2 separate regions of the Mus musculus genome follow, and region 2 is linked to region 1. Evidence: chromatin contacts called from public Hi-C data. All regions are on one chromosome and are shown on one strand. Each heading gives the region's core, a stretch centred on a gene start, on an enhancer-like site or on the middle of the called end of the contact. The rest is flanking DNA. Distances are from core to core; before and after follow the strand shown. Region 1 holds the start of Pxmp4 (peroxisomal membrane protein 4). Region 2 overlaps Chmp4b (charged multivesicular body protein 4B).

Region 1 (7,722 bases), core at 3,247-5,746:
GAGCAGTGTAGCAAAGACGGTAAGGTGAGGATGGTACTCTATAAGTTAACATTTCCAAAGAAAAACCATTAAAGTGGGGGGTTAGATGTGTTTGTGTGTGCATACAACACTCTGGAGGAAGACACAAGAGACTCACACAGGGTCCATCTCTACAGAGGGACTGAGGTCAGAGAACATTTAACTTTTCTTTAGAGTTGGGACGGAACTCGGGGCCTCTTGCCTGCTAAGTGAGTGCCCTTGACTTTTGTGAATGAGTTGCCTAACTTTTAAAAGATGAAAGGAAAGGGAAAATGTAAAGGTAACAACTTTAAATGCTGTTTTTGTTGCAGAAGGCAGCAGGATGCTTTTTTTTATCTTCTCCTCTGCCTGGCAGTGGGCAGGAAGTTCCCATCTCTGTCCCTGTGGCCGTTCTGCCCCCAGCACCTTCAAAACCTTATCTTCTTCTCCTACACAGAGGCTTTAAGCCTCCGGCCGGCCGGCAGCCAGAACCTTCCTTTTATGCCGGTGACATACAGCCTGTCCTCAAGTCCCTGACAAGCCCCTTCTTGGAATCCTCAAATTCAGATGAGATGTGTTACATCATACCTGTGGTATCAGAAACTGTTTGGCTGAGACAGGAGGACCTTGGCTTTCAGGTTAACCTACGCTACACAGTGATACCCTGGTTGGTTGTTGGTTTGTTTGTTTGGTTAGTTGGTTTGGTTTTTTGTTTTGTTTTGTTTTGTTTTTAATTAAGGTAGAGGTTAGAATGATGTCTAGGTCAGTAAAGTGTTTGCCTTAGAAGTGTGAAGGCCTGAATTTGGAAACCCTGGAACCCTCGTAAAAAGCAAGGCATAGTGCTGGGGACCTGTATCCAAAGGAACGGTGAGATGAAAGGTGGAGAATCTTGGAGGTGGATGGCCAACTAGCCATCTGGTGACATTCCAGGCCAGTGAGACCCTTTCTCAAACAAAAAGTGGAGGAAATGACAGTGAGACAGTCCTTGGACCTTCACATGTGCAGGCACACTGTACGTGAGGGCAAGCCACATGTGTGAACGAGTCGGTGCAAATTAAGTGTTCACAAAGGGGTGGTGAGATGGCTCAGCGGGTAAATAAATCTTTGGGCTGGAGCAAGCAGAGTTGACGAGTGAGCAGAGGTCCTAAAAAAATTCAATTCTTAACAACTACATGAAGGCTCATAACCATCTGTACAGCTACAGTGTACTCACGTACATTAAATAAATAAATAAATCTTTTTTTTTTTTAAAAGTGTTCACAAAGTTCAAACATCCCAGTCATCCTGGTTGGCCTCTTTAAACTGACCACAACTCTTCATAAACACAACACTTTTCTCTCACCTCCAGGCCTTTGTTGAAAGCCTTCCCATGCCTAGAATGCCATTTTCTCCCTGGAAAACTCCAATTTGGCTTCCAGAACGTCACCACCACCTCCCCTAAAAAGCATTGCTGAATACTACTTTGCATGGTGTGGTATTTGTTTGTTTCTTGGGGGTTTGTTTTTTGCTTTGCTTTGTTTTCTGTTATAGAGTCTTGCTACTCAGCCCAGGCTCTCCTCAAACTCTCAATCCACTTGCCTCCAAAGCTTTATGATTACAAGTGTGCACTGCCAGAAGCTGGAGAGATGGCTCCGTGGGTAAGAGCACTGACTGCGCTTCCAAAGGTCCGAAGTTCAAATCCCAGCAACCACATGGTGGCTCACAACCATCCGTAACGAGATCTGATGCCCTCTTCTGGTGCATCTGAAAACAGCTACAGTGTACTGACATATAATAATAAATAAATCCTTTTGTGTGTGTGGGGGGGGGGGTTGTTTTGTTTTGTTTTGTTTTCGAGACAGGGTTTCTCTGTGTAGCCCTGGCTGTCCTGGAACTCACTTTGTAGACCAGACTGGCCTCAAACTCAAAAATCCGCCTGCCTCTGTCTCTGCCTCCCAAGGGCTGGGATTAAAGGAGTACACCACCACCGCCCGGCCAATAAATAAATCTTTAAAAACAAAACAAAAACAAGTGTGCACTGCCATGCTCAGCCTTGTCACACTAGCTTGTGAGACTTCCCCTTGGATGTATGGTCCTTGTAAGAGAGTCAGAGCATTGGTCCCACTCACAAGTATTGAGATCCCCGCCTTGGGGACCCAGGATTGGCTGAGTTTATAGTTTTAATTTTATGGAGGAGGAAACCAAAACCAGAAGAGACAAAGAATAATCCAGCTTTTATAACGAAAGCATTGGGATTAGAGCCCAAGCACTTGACCCTTAGAAAGTGTCTGTACTGTCTGGGAAGGTTCACCGAGAACAGGAAGACACAGTGTCATAGGGTTAGCTGTACAAAGACCATATTGAGCAACGCTTGGCACAGGGGCCAGCTCCTGCTTTGTACAGTGCATACCTGGTAAAGAGGCTACTAATGTTACCTTAGGGTTCATCCCATCCTGGTCAAAGTGTCCTATATGACCTGGCCAGATTCAGTAGGACCCAATTTCTACCTGACTCTGTATGCATTTTGAGTTTGAATCCTGACTGTAATGCTGACATGATGTGACCAGGAGAGCTCGACAGACCTCCCCCATAAATCACATTCCACCCATCTGCGAGGCAGAGACAAGAGTGATTCCTAGTTTTCAAATATCCATAAAGGAGAATTTGAATGCCTATAACAGCGAGTACCAGAACACACAGAGGACAATCTAGATAAAGATGTCCATCCTTGTGAAGTTCTTTTTGTGGCTGTTGTTGAGGCGGGGTCTCACAATGTAGCACAGGATGACCCAGCATCTTCAGTGTTGAGGATGTACACCACCCTAGACTGATGGAGCTTGCTTTCTTTCTTTCTTTCTTTCTTTCTTTCTTTCTTTTTTTCCCGAGACAGGGTTTCTCTGTACAGTCCTGGCTGTCCTGGAACTCACTTTGTAGACCAGGCTGGCCTTGAATTTAGAAATCGGCCTGCCTCTGCCTCCCAAGTGCTGGGATTAAAGGTGTGCACCACCACGCCCGGCTGAAGCACAAGCACACTTACTTTCTTTCTTCCTTCCTTCCTTCCTTCCTTCCTTCCTTCCTTCCTTTCTTTCTTTTTTTAAATAAATCTTTTTTTTTTAAAGATTTATTTATTTATTATATGTAAGTACACTGTAGCTGTCTTCAGACACTCCAGAAGAGGGCGTCAGATCTCATTACAGATGGTTGTGAGCCACCATGTGGTTGCTGGGATTTGAACTCTGGAAGAGCAGTCTGGGTGCTCTTACCCACTGAGCCATCTCACCAGCCCTGGAGCACACTTTCTAATGAGAGACATGGACCAGGAAAAAGATCATCCAGTGTCTGATGACAGGTACTATAGAGAAAGAGGGTGAGGAACAGGAAGCAGTGATCTGAAAAGGGTTCGTGAGCCAGGCAGACAGCGTACCTGTACCAACATCCGTCAGCGGACAGACAGACACACACCAGGGACTGTACTCTCCATTTCACACATCGCCTCAATCCTCAAACAGTATAGAAGTGCTCTGGGGGACCCATTTTCTAGAAAGTGAGACCCAGAAAGCCAAAATGGTTTGTTCGAGATCAAGATCATGGTAGCTGACACCAGGTTTTTTTAAGTCCTGGCAGTTGACATACTCACCACCATGCCACACACTGCTACCAGCTCCTAGAGATAGAGACTTTGGTTTCTTCTCTGAGAGTCACTGCTCACGCAGTGAGAGCAGCCCCTCACTAACTGCTAAGGGATGAGGGTTAACGAGGCTGGAACTCCCATCTGGGCACCAGTCAAGCAAAACGACCCCAAGATCTCCTCTCCTACCTAGGAGGGAAGGAGAGCAATTTACCTAGCAAACATTAGCTACTTTTTCTTACATACAATCACTGTCACTTCTCACGAGACCCCAGTGAAAATGAAGGGTGAGGTGAAGTCACATATAGATGTGAACCTGTTAGGAACTTTACTGAGGGAACCTATGAGGCAGTAGGTGACCACTTGCTTGCTAAAGGACAAAGTCCAGTTTCTTTTGTGTATACAGAGCCACAGAAGCCAAGTAGGCCAAAGGGGACAAGGTAAGATGAGATGAATTAGACCCAATGAGGGGATACAGGTGCTGAGGAGGCAACTAAGCCAAGAGTGCCAGGTTGGAAAGGACAGAGGACCTAGAAGCAAGACAGAGGAAGCCCCAGTTTAGGACTGGTAAGGTGACTGGAACCCTGAAACCTACGTCTGCTGCACCAACGGGGCACTGAAATATACAGACATCTGAGGCCTAGAGAGAGCACAGCTCAGGGGCCCCGGGCCTCGAACTCGCGACCCCAGTTAGGCCCGTCCTTTAGCTCCAGCCGCACTCTGCGGCCCTACTCACACAGCCCCGTTCCGGAAGCCCTTTATCACGGCCAGCGCAGCGTGGTAGCGGCGCTGGCGCAGCAGCTTGTTGACGGCCTGGAGAAGAGCCTGTAGCTGCGGTGGGGCGGCCATAGCACCGGAGCACTCGGTCAAGGGTCCTGGCTGGCCAAGAACTGACAGCCCTGGGCTCTGGCTACACAGCTCTCCGCACTGGAGAGCCCCGCCCTGCCGTTGTGTCCATAGGCTGAGTCTGCCGTCAATCATAGAAGAGAGCCAGTCATAGAGCTCATTTGTCTGCAATGGGCTGAGAAGTGCTTACTCTTCGAAATATCTGTCTGATTGGAAGAGAAAGGAGAGTCGGTAACCAATCACCATGACTCAGAAGGTCTCACGCAGGATTTGCCCAATGAGAAGGCAGTTTTCTTAGGGAGAAGTTTGTTTAATTGTGGGCTTGGGAGGGGTTTGCTGTTCTCTTTCGAGTTGGAATGGGTGGTGTTTGGAAGTGACGTTGGACTTGTCACTTGTCACACTTGATAATTTCGATTGCCTAGCGAGTATCACAGCTAACTTCTCAGGACAGAAATTGCATGCCACTCTTGTCGTTTGGTGCTTTAAGACAGAATCTCTTATAGCCCAGGCTAGTCTTAAACTAGGATCCCCTTGCCTCCACCTCCCACATGCTGGGTACCTTTTTCTACTTATTTTTAAAATACAAACTCCCAGGCACCCCCAGGAGCAGACCTACTTACGTGACTGCCAGTCTTTGCCTCCCGTTTCACATCTGCTCTTCTCTCTAGTCTACTGACTTAGTTTCCATTCCTTGAGTATGCCAAGAACCCCTCAGCTTCAAAGGAGTTACATCTGATATTTCCCTTTTTGAAGCACATTCTTTGTACTTCCGATGACTGACTTCTCGGTATGCAGGTGTTGGCTCGGGTGGCACCACCTACTCAGGGGAGCCTGCAGGATATCCCACCGGCTGTAGCACTGGTTGCTCTGACTTACTAGTCCAAGTTTTCTGTCGTTTTGTTTTGTTTTTCCCTATTGAACTCTTTATACATTGTAATTGTTATTACTTACTACTTGCTCAATGTCAATCTTCACGTGGACTATTGGGTTCTTGGAGCCAGAAAGCTGTTTGTCTTATTTTCTGCTGTAACCCCAGTACCCAACACAAGTGTACAGAAGCAGTAAAGATAACAAAGTACCACTGCCAGAATATTGCACAAAACATATGATCACAGCCCTGACTTGAAGACAAGAAAGATGGGCAGAAAGAATGGAGCCAGGTTTGGCCAAGTGTCTTCACATCAAGTTCTGTCAAGACCTGGGACACCTGATGACGACTGAGGCCCGTACAGCAATGTGTCTGTCCTGGCACTTGTATATCCAAGGCCCCACTCACCAAGACCACTGTCGATTATGGTCATAGCATGGGTAAATCTTCATGGATTCCTGTTAATAGATAGCTAATAAGCCCAATATGTTTAGTTATACAATCCTCTTATAAACTCAGAGATGCTTAAAAGTGTGAGGAATGAAAAAGTGTGAGTGAAAGTTGGTAGCTAGTTAACAAGAAGACTCTGATACTGGTAACTAGATAGTTAACAAGAGGGCTCAGTTACTGGTAACTAGATAGTTAACAAAAGGGCTCAGATACTGGCGAAACAAAGCCACTCATGACAGAGAACCTTGGCAAATATTGACCCTGTGAATTTCAATTTGTCAACCACACAGGGCATGCGATGCAAGAGTAAAAGTCCAGGAGGCTTAGAGCAGACCCTCTGAGTCAATCAGAGATGGCCCCCTAGGGAAACGACAACAATAACAACCAAAAGGGTTTCACCTCCCAGGCTAATGTGACAGAAATCATTGTATAACCATTACCCCAAGGAACGCCAGAAAAAGGCTGCTTCAGAGTCAAACACAGCAGTTGAAGAAAAAGGAAAGGGGGATTCTTTTTTAAAGCTCTTTCTTGGACAGTGTGGCTGATAAGACTTTCTGCACCCTGAAGAGTGGGGTTCAGTATGTCAGAAATCTTAAGCTATGCCAGCTGTGGGGGTGCACATCTGTAATCTCAGTCCTGGTGAAGCAGAGGCTGAAAGATCATGGACTTCAGTCCAGCCTGGGCTATCCTAAAGACCCTAGTGAGGCATTTGCCACCACGCCCACCTTGTTCTTTTTTAAAATTTTTATTTTCAGTGTTGTTAAGTGTGTCTGTTTAGATGGTGGTGATCAGGGATGCTGGAGTCATTTGCGAGCCACCCAACCTGGATACTAAGAACCAGACTCAGGTTCTGAGCAGGTGCAGTCTATGCTCCTAACTGCTGAGCCTTTGATCTTCTCCAGTCCCTGGAAATCTTTTCCTCAGTATAAAAATAAGGAAGACTCCTCAAGCTATGCATGGTAGATAATTGATGCCCCCACACCCTTGTGTCGGACTTAGGGGTGGAGATTTGGCTAAAGTGACAGCGTTCACCTTGACAGCTTGAGAGCCTGAGTTGGGATTCCTGGAACCCCCCCCAAAAGTGCTTGTTGGGGTGTGTGACAGCCTAGTGCTCGCTATGAATAGGCTCACTCAGGAGGAGGAGCTTCAGGCTAGCCAAGGCTACACAATGACACCTTGTCTCAAAGCACGGTGGAAAACAGCACATCTGCTTTAGGATCCTGGGATCCAGAGACCCCACAATAGAATCCACAGGTGGATGACCGGCCTGTCATCAAAGATAAGAGGATTCCAGTGAGATGCTAAAAAAAAATCAGTAGATCAACACAGATGATAAAGATTGTAATTCAGGCACAGACTTTTTTTTAAAAAAATTTTAAAGGTATATTTATTATATGTAAGTACACTAGCTGTCTTCAGACACGCCAGAAGAGGGTGTCAGATCTCATTACAGATAGTTGTGAGCCACCATGTGGTTGCTGGGAATTGAACTCAGGACCTTCAGAAGAGCAGTCAGTACTATTAACCGCGGAGCCATCTCTCCAGCTCCTGGCACAGACTTTTAAGAAATAATGTTGAACACAAAATTGAAAGCTATCTCTGAGAACTGAACTTGTGTCCTCTGCAACAGCCATCTCTTCAGCCCCAGGATTTTTTTTTTTTTTAATGTGAGACAGGGTTTATCTATATAACCCTAGCTGTCCTAGAACTCCATCTGTCAAGCAGGCTGGCCTCAAACTCAGAGGTTCATTTGCCTCTTCCTCCAGATTACTGGCATTAAAGGTGTGTGCTACCACCACGCAGCCCCAGGGATAATTCTTAATATATCAAATTAGTAATCCTAGCGCTTGAGAGGCAGAAGCTGGAGGACCAGGAGTTCAAAGTCACGCTCAGCTTCAGTGACTTTGAGGCTGTCTAGGCTACATGGGACCCTGTCACAATCTCTTGTTCCCTT
Region 2 (7,722 bases), core at 3,268-5,767, 93 kb after region 1:
CACCTGGTATTTCTCTTGAGAAGGAAGGAAAGAAAAGATACAATTCACCCTCTTAAGAAGCTCATGGCCAGGACCCCAGATATATACGCACACCAGGGATCCCCTCAGAAGGTTCATCCCAGCAGGTTCACAGGGCATCAAGGGCCGAGTGGCTGCAGGGAGAGTCCCAGCAGGTTCACAGGGCATCAGGGGGCCGAGTGGCTGCAGTCCCAGCACACTTCCTTTTGCAGGATGAGCTCATGGCAGAGTTGGAGGAACTTGAACAAGAGGAGTTGGACAAGAATTTGTTGGAGATCAGTGGGCCCGAAACAGTCCCTCTACCAAATGTCCCCTCCGTAGCCCTACCATCCAAACCCGGTGAGTATGCCCACAGTTGGGACACACTCTGGTGCCATGTGAAGGGGGTGATGTCATGGTCAGTTGACTTCGGTTTAGGTTCTGAGCCAAAGAGCATGTGTGGTGCTGGCCACAGTGCCAGTGCTGTGTGACGTTCCCTGGGTTTCTCCAGAGCAGTACTTCCTAACCTCAGTGCGGGCGACATAGTCAGACAAGTCTGGGGGAGCAGTGGGGATGCCTTGTAGCATAACCCCCAACTTCCCACCAGATGCCAGTAGCAGCCACTGACACACAGAGGTGTGTCACCCTCAGTGTCTCCAGGCATTACTGCATGTCCCGTGTGGGTTGGGAGTGGGAATTAAGAGCTTCTGTTCTAGTGAAGGAGGTTAAAAGATTAGAGGGAGGAGGAATGGGGGAACCATGTAATTGTTTTTTAAATTTAAAAAGTTTGAAAAAAAAAAAAAAAAAAAACCTCTGTTCTAGAATGATTTTTTTTTTTAACCAACAAAATACAGGTTCGTTGTGGGCACCGTGCAGTACTGTGAACTTAAGTCTTGCCCCAGCTAGGAGCCCATGCCGTTCTCAGGGAGGGAACCGGCTCTAGCTGGGTGGAGACCTGCTTCTGTAGAACCGCTATTTCTTTCCTTGCCTGCATTTTCTCCCTCTTCCCCCCCACCCCCCAACCCAGTGTTCACTCCTCACAGAGATGCTCCACTCACAGAGATGCTCCACCCACAGAGATGCTCCACCCACAGAGATGCTCCACCCACAGCTCCTAGAAAGTCAGAACTGCCAGACTAGAGTGGCAAAAGAGCCTGCCAGCAGCAGGGTGTGAACAGGGCGCTTCCCCCCCTCCTCCCACCGTGGTAAAGAGGAGAGCCCCCTTCCCACCCCACCCCCTGCCGTGGTAAAGAGGAGAGCCCCCTGGCTCTTCTGCGGCTCTTCCTCTGTTGGAGGCAGTCTAGCAAAGCAGGCTCCAGCAGCTCCATGTGGAGTTGGCTTGGCAAGGATTGTGTCTCTTGGGAGGGAAGCTCCTGTCTGTCTCCCCAGCTCTGGGAGCTTAGAGCTCAGTGTGGAAACTGTCCCACCTGGTGTGGCCACCCCTGCTGAGGGCTGAAGGGAGTTGTTGTGGAAGGTGTGTCTCCGCTCAGGACAGGGCTGTGTGTGTGTGTGTGTGTGTGTGTGTGTGTATGTGTGTACACGTACACGTACACGTACACATACACATAGAGAAGCATGGCTCCAGCTCCCAGCCAGGCTTCAAAGAGCATTTTTTTCTGTATCCACAGCCAAGAAGAAGGAAGAGGAAGATGACGACATGAAGGAATTGGAGAACTGGGCCGGATCCATGTAACTGTTCCAGCAGAGGCTGGGCCCAGACGGACTCTGGTGGCCTGTGCATCGGGCAGGCATGTGCGTGCGCAGGGCAGGCAGGACGCGGTGCAGGCAGCCTCCATCGCTCAGCTCTCACCCAAAGCAGTAGCCGCACCACTGCTCACTCTCGCATAGCATGGTCTGTGCCCAGGGGTGGGTGGGGGGAGGGGGGCGGGGGGGAGGTGCCTGCTGTTTATAATGTTGAATTTCTGTAAAATAAACTGTATTTGCAAATCCAACACTGAGTTGCTGGGCTGCGCTAAGCCCACTGCTGCGTCCTCTGTGGAGGGTCGGCCGTTTGCAGTTGAAGCGAACTGGAAATGTAGCCCTGCAGCTGACGTGTCTCACTCTGTAAGATGTGTACGGTACTGGCAGAAAAGTCGTTTTTTAAAAGCCATAGATAGGCTTTTCCTTGTTCTTAGCTGTAATAACACATCTAGTTTTGGTTCCCTCAAGAGCTGTGTTTCTGTCTGTCACCTGTGTACTGGCCCCATGTCTACCATCCTGGCCCTTGTCACTCCTGTCCCCCCTGGTCTTTTGGAGTTTGTGACACGGATCTGAAATGGATGTGTTCTCTTGCAAGCGAATAAGATTGTTAGAGTTAATTCCAGCTATCCAGTTTTCTAACGTAGCTCTAAGGTCCTCATTGCTGTTGTGATAATTGATACATAGCTCATTGGAAACGTGTGCATACATTTATATTCAGATGAAATTATGGTTTGCACCGTCTATTAAATATCTCGATTTAATTTTCATATCGCTGTGTGTTCAGTCAATCTCTCACCTTCCCTGGGAGCTGACCCTTTCCAGGCCAACACTTGTCCAGGGTCCTCTGGGGAAACCTGAAGGACTTGCGAAGACGGATCTTCTAGAAACCGAGAGATCCTGGAGGCCACAGAGCTGTGGTCCCACTTAGCCTGGGACTGCCTGGGTCCACTGTCAGAGAGATGGTGCTTATGCAGCCCAGACTCTTCCCTCCGGTCTGCCGACAGCACCTAGGGCGGTGCCTGTGGGAGCCTCTGTCTAGTGGAAACTGGTGCCCTCGTGAGACACGGCCCAGTCAGGTGGTGTGTGTTCCTACAGCAAGGACGTGTGGTGGGCAGAGGACCAATGTACAGATGCTCACACACTCCATTTGCGTCTGCAGAATCACTGCATCTTTGGCCCAGCACTTCCACCCTGCACTTTTCTTTATCCTTCTACCCTCTTGTGAAACTGACGGATGCTTTGGGCACTCTCCTCCAGTCAAGTAGATCTCCACGTGTTCCTTCCTCCTGATGTCAAGTTCAGGGTTGAGAAGTCACCCCCACTCCCCTAGCTTCTCAATGTCCTAAGGTTAAAACCAGGCTGAGTTCACAATGGGATATTGTTATTTTCAGTGTGCCCAGATCAAGCTGCCTACTCTCCTGTCTTAGTCCGACACATGTCAACGTTTAAACATTTGATTGGGGACTTGATTACAGTTTCCATCACCATCATAGCATCCGGGAGCGTGGCAGCAGGCAGGCATGATTTTGGAGCAGTAGCTGAGAGCTCACATCTAATCTACACTTTAGAGCCAGAGTGACTGGGCCCGGCGTGGGCTTTTGAGACCTCAGAGCCTATTCCCCAGTGGGATACCTCCTCCAACATGGCTGTGTCTCCTAATCCTTCCCCAGACTTATCGTTCAAAAGTGAACTGATGGGAGCCCTTCCCGTCCCTACCCCACAGCTCCCTAGGTCTCGTGTTCTTTGAATGAAGCAGCTCCTACCCTGGCTGCCACACTCATGATTGAGACTTGATGCCTGAGTTGAAATTGCCTGGTTTGGGGGAGATTGGGTTTGGCTAATGTCACAAGCTCTACTTGCCAGGGTCTCTCTGCCAACAGGACCGGGGCTCCCAAGCATCCTTTGATGTGGGAAAACCAGAGCAGCCTTTCTTGAGTCTCTCCAGCTGCCTAGAACGTCTCTCCCCTCAGCTCTGACGGGCACAGACACCAGGGCGCTGTCTGGGCTCCCTCCAAGAAAAGGGTGTTTATTTCTACAAGTCATATACCTCGTGCCTGGGTCTGTGGGGCATAGTGCTCACCAGTGTCTAGAAGTTTTTTTTTTCTTTTTCTTTTTCTTTCTCTTTTTCTTTTTCTTTTCCTTTTTCTTTTCCTTTTTCTTTTTCTTTTTTGCTTAGGAAGTTCTCAGGCCTGAAAAGATGTTATTGTACTAGATACTCTGGGTACAAGCAACAGAAGACAGCCAACACATAGAAATGATACTTACTCTAAATTCACTCAGGTTTTTTGTTTTGGTTTGGTTTTTTTAGCACCTACTCTGTGTAGGAACTTGAGTTTACATGCAACAGAGCACCTTGAGGGGACTTGCAGGTTGGTCTCAGGACAGGAAGTCTCGATGGAAGTGTTAGGGTTCAGTGGCTCAACTGTGTTCTCAAGAATAAAGCTCTTTCTGGTGTGATGGTGCATAACTAATCCCAGCAGTAGGACCACAACAAGTTCAAGGTTAGCTTGTTGTGTGTAGTGGTGAGACTGTCTTAAATGCAGCCAGAACAGCCAAGCGTGGTATACGCCCTTAATCCCAGCACTCAGGAAGTAGAGGGAGGAGACTTGAGTTCGAGGCCAGCCTGACCTATATAGATAGTTCCAGGACAGGGCTGCTTAGAGACCCTGCTTCAAAACAAAACAAAAAATGCTTTGCCTCCTGCGCTGCCTAGGCACATGGGCCTTTCCCTTAAACTGCCGCCTCTGGTCCAGGCCCTACCCTGGGTCACGCTCTGCTCCAGAGCAAACAATGGGAGGATCAGCATCTGGCCTTGCTTCACCTCTGCCTGTGTTAATGGATCCCAGAAGACTACACACAGGTCATTTCTGGGTCTCATGGGCCATGTGTCTCATGACTCATTCCTACTACAAGGGAGTCTGGGAGATGGGATGTATACAAAAGAGTCTATTGGGGTTCCCTGCTAAGGCAGGAGATGGACTTTCCTGTCCCAGAATGTCTGATGGTTTGTCTGTGTTTGGGCTAGGGAGTAGCACTGTTAGGAGGTGTGGCCTTGTGTCACTGTGGGCTATGGGCATGGGCTGGGCATGGGCTTTACTACCCGAGTCCTAGCTGCCTGGAAGTGAGTCTTAGAGACCTGCAGATGAAGATGCAGAGCTCTCAGCTCCTGCTGCACCATGCCTGGATGCTGCTACGCTCCTGCCTTGATGATAGTTGGCTGAACTTTTGAACCTGTAAGGCAGCCCCAATTAAATGTTGTTCTTAAAAGAGTTGCCTTGGTCATGATGTCTGTTCACAGCAATAAAACCCTAACTTAAAGACAAAAGTTGGTACCAGGGACTGAAGTATTGCTTGACCATGCTTTTGTTTGGAAGAATGTGGATTTCAGTACTTTGGATTTGGAAAGTGGTGGAATGTTTTAAACGGGGCTTAATGGACTGTCCTAGTAGGAATATGGAAGACTTGCTGAGAGTGACTGCAAACCAGGCCCAAGAGGTTTCAGAGGAGAAGAATATCAGTTTGTAGCATAGAGACTGTTTTTGTGGTATTTTGGTGAAGAATGTGGCTGTTTTTTGCCCTGATTTGAAGAGTCTACCTGGGGCTAAGGTAGAGATTTATATTAATTGTATTGACAAAGGAAATTTCAGAAAAGCCCAGCAGAGACTTTGTTCTCTTGTTAAGTCTTATGAAGAGCGTTTTGAACAAGCTTAGTAAGCTTAGAAAGGAAAAATACAAAATATATGGTATTAAAGGGGCACCAGAAAGTGGAATGGAACTGAATCTTGTGTTTACGGATTATTAAATTGAATTAAGGGAGTGTGGTAACCTTGGGCCTAGATCCCACACAGCAAAGTACAAGCCTTTAATCCCAAGAGGCAAAGGCAAGCAGATCTCTGATTTTACATCCAGTCTTGAACAGAGCAGGTTCTAGGTGAAGAAAAGCTTAAGTCTAGGCATGGTGGTACACCTTCAATCCCAGCATGACAGGAGACAGAGCCACACAGATCTCTGAGTTCAAGGTCAGTCTACAGAGCAAGATCCAGGATAGCCAAGCTTAGGCAGTGAAGGAGTTGGGAAACAGAAAGCTGGTGATAATGTAATGAAACAAGGGGGCCATGTTTCAGCTCCTGCAAGCAGCAGAACTTGGCAGCTTCGGCCATGGGGCTCTGGCTTCAGAGTCCAGAATAGAAGTGATTACTGGGACAATTGATGCTGGTTAGCTGGAGCTAAGAAATTAGTGGCGATTAAGAAGAGACCAGCATCACTGAGGTGAAATCTTCTGGGAAGTGTTTTCTAAGAGCACAGAAGCTGTGTTCTAGAGATAGCCAAGGTTGTAATTCATGCTACAGCTGTACTTGGTAATGTGTAAGTCACCCGGGTAGTACTGGTTTTGAAGGCATGAAGGTGTCATGAAAAACACCTTCTTCATGCATTCATTGTGGTTGATGGCCCAGGACTGAAGGGGTCATGCAAAGGAGTTGAGGTTTGACACCATGAAGAGAGCCTATGAGAGGCTATTGGTGAAACCTAGTTGCAGTGGGAGACCTCAGTGTATTGGAGATGCCAATACCATGGCATGGTCACCAAGAACAGCACCAGCAGTGGAGTGGATCAACCTGAGCTACAGAGGGCAGAGCTGGAGAAGTGGCACCAGCCCAGATCATGTGTGGATCCCAGATATTGGAACAAGGAGCTATAACATTAAAGCTTCCTTGAAGACTCCAAGATGTTTGAGATGCCGGAGCCATGGGCTTCCTGCTGAGGAGAGCTGCTAACAGAGAGTGGAACCCGCCCAGGAGAGAGAAGGTAGTTGCTGTCAACAAAGATGAAAAAGGAGTTGGAGATCTGAAGACTGCTTTGACATCAGCCATGGAGATGCAGAGTTTGGAGTTTGCCCAGCTGGTTTCCTGTCTAGCTTTGGGGATTAATCTCAGAAGAGACCTTGAACTTTGGACTTTTAACACTGCTATAGACTATGGGGACTTGGAAGTTGGACTAAATGTATTTTGCATTATGCTCTGTTTGGGTATGGCCCCCATAGACTCATATATTTAAACAAACCTATGGGGGCCAGGGAGTGCAATGTGATGGTTTATATATGCTTGGGCTAGGAAGTGGCACTCTTAGGAGGTGTGGTCTCATTGGAGTAAGTGTGTCTCTGTTTTGTGTGGACTTTAATACCCTAGTCCTAGCTGCGTGGAAGCCAGTCTTCTCCTAGCGGCCTTCAGATGAAGATGTAGACCTCTCAGCTCCTCCTGCACCATGCCTGCCTGGATGCTGCCATGCTTCCGCCTTGATTATGAACTGAACCTCTGAACCTGTAAGCCAGCCCCAATTAAATGTCCCAGTAAGACTTGCCTTGGTCATGGTGTCTGTTCACAACAGTAAAACCCTGACTAAGATGGTGTCCCACTTCAAAGCCTGGACAAGCTGGGGCAGAGTGGCACACATCTTTTTATCTCAGTGCTGAGAGGCAGTGGCAAGGCCAACCTGCCTGGCCTATGTAGACAAAACAGAGTCTGGTGCCAGGAAGAAGGGACTGAATGTTGAGCAGGTGGCAGCAGCAGCAGGGTCCACCACGCAGACACTGAAAATCAGCCAAGTGGGAAATACCGTGGATTTAAATGTTTTAAAGATTATGTTATGTGTATGAGTGTTTTGCCTGTATGTATGTATGTCTGTACACCACGTATGCCTGGTGCCTGAGAAGGGCCAAGGAGGTACCCGAGACCATGGAACTGGAGTTACAAATGGTTGTGGGCTATAGTGGGTGCAGGGAATCAAACCTTAATCCTCAGCCTGTGCGCTTAGCCCCTAAACCCCTAAAAATAAATGGAATCTAAACATGTGCAAAGTCCTCAATCCCTCTATATTCTCTTCCTTAAAAGCCCTGGAATAGCTGTGCATCTAATATTTAATCTTAGGAGGCAGAGGTGGAGGGATCTCTGTCAGTTTGAGGCCCGGCCACCCTGAACCTATAGGGTTCCAGGCCAACCAGGACTGAGTGAGACCTTGTTAAAAAAC

The links. A called contact is a pair of places that touch in the nucleus more often than the background predicts.
Region 2: a Hi-C map of the P5424 cell line shows a contact between it and region 1, with 1.8 times the contacts expected there. The contact joins the enhancer-like site here to the promoter of Pxmp4 in region 1. A contact is called at or near these places in 1 of 39 promoter capture datasets (macrophages), 4 of 484 Hi-C or Micro-C datasets (the G1E-ER4 cell line, the P5424 cell line, embryonic stem cells and 1 more), 1 of 115 datasets of contacts at active chromatin or transcription factors (embryonic stem cells) and 2 of 9 other capture datasets (adipose tissue and pancreatic islet).

The regions. Positions count from the first base shown.
Region 1 is chr2:154,599,177-154,606,898 of GRCm38.p6, forward strand. Pxmp4 (peroxisomal membrane protein 4) reads right to left here and starts at 4,497. Exons shown (of 4, transcript NM_021534.3): 1 at 4,341-4,497. The coding sequence starts at 4,453.
Region 2 is chr2:154,692,319-154,700,040 of GRCm38.p6, forward strand. It overlaps Chmp4b (charged multivesicular body protein 4B), which reads left to right. Exons shown (of 5, transcript NM_029362.3): 4 at 231-357; 5 at 1,626-2,465. The coding sequence ends at 1,690. Among named protein-coding and RNA genes, the nearest start is that of 9030607L20Rik, 20 kb to the left of the region's middle. Within about 2 kb of position 4,518, at least 22 of the 459 cell types and tissues checked have an H3K27ac peak or open chromatin away from gene starts, as enhancers often do. A contact at or near this core is called in the P5424 cell line, where this site is marked.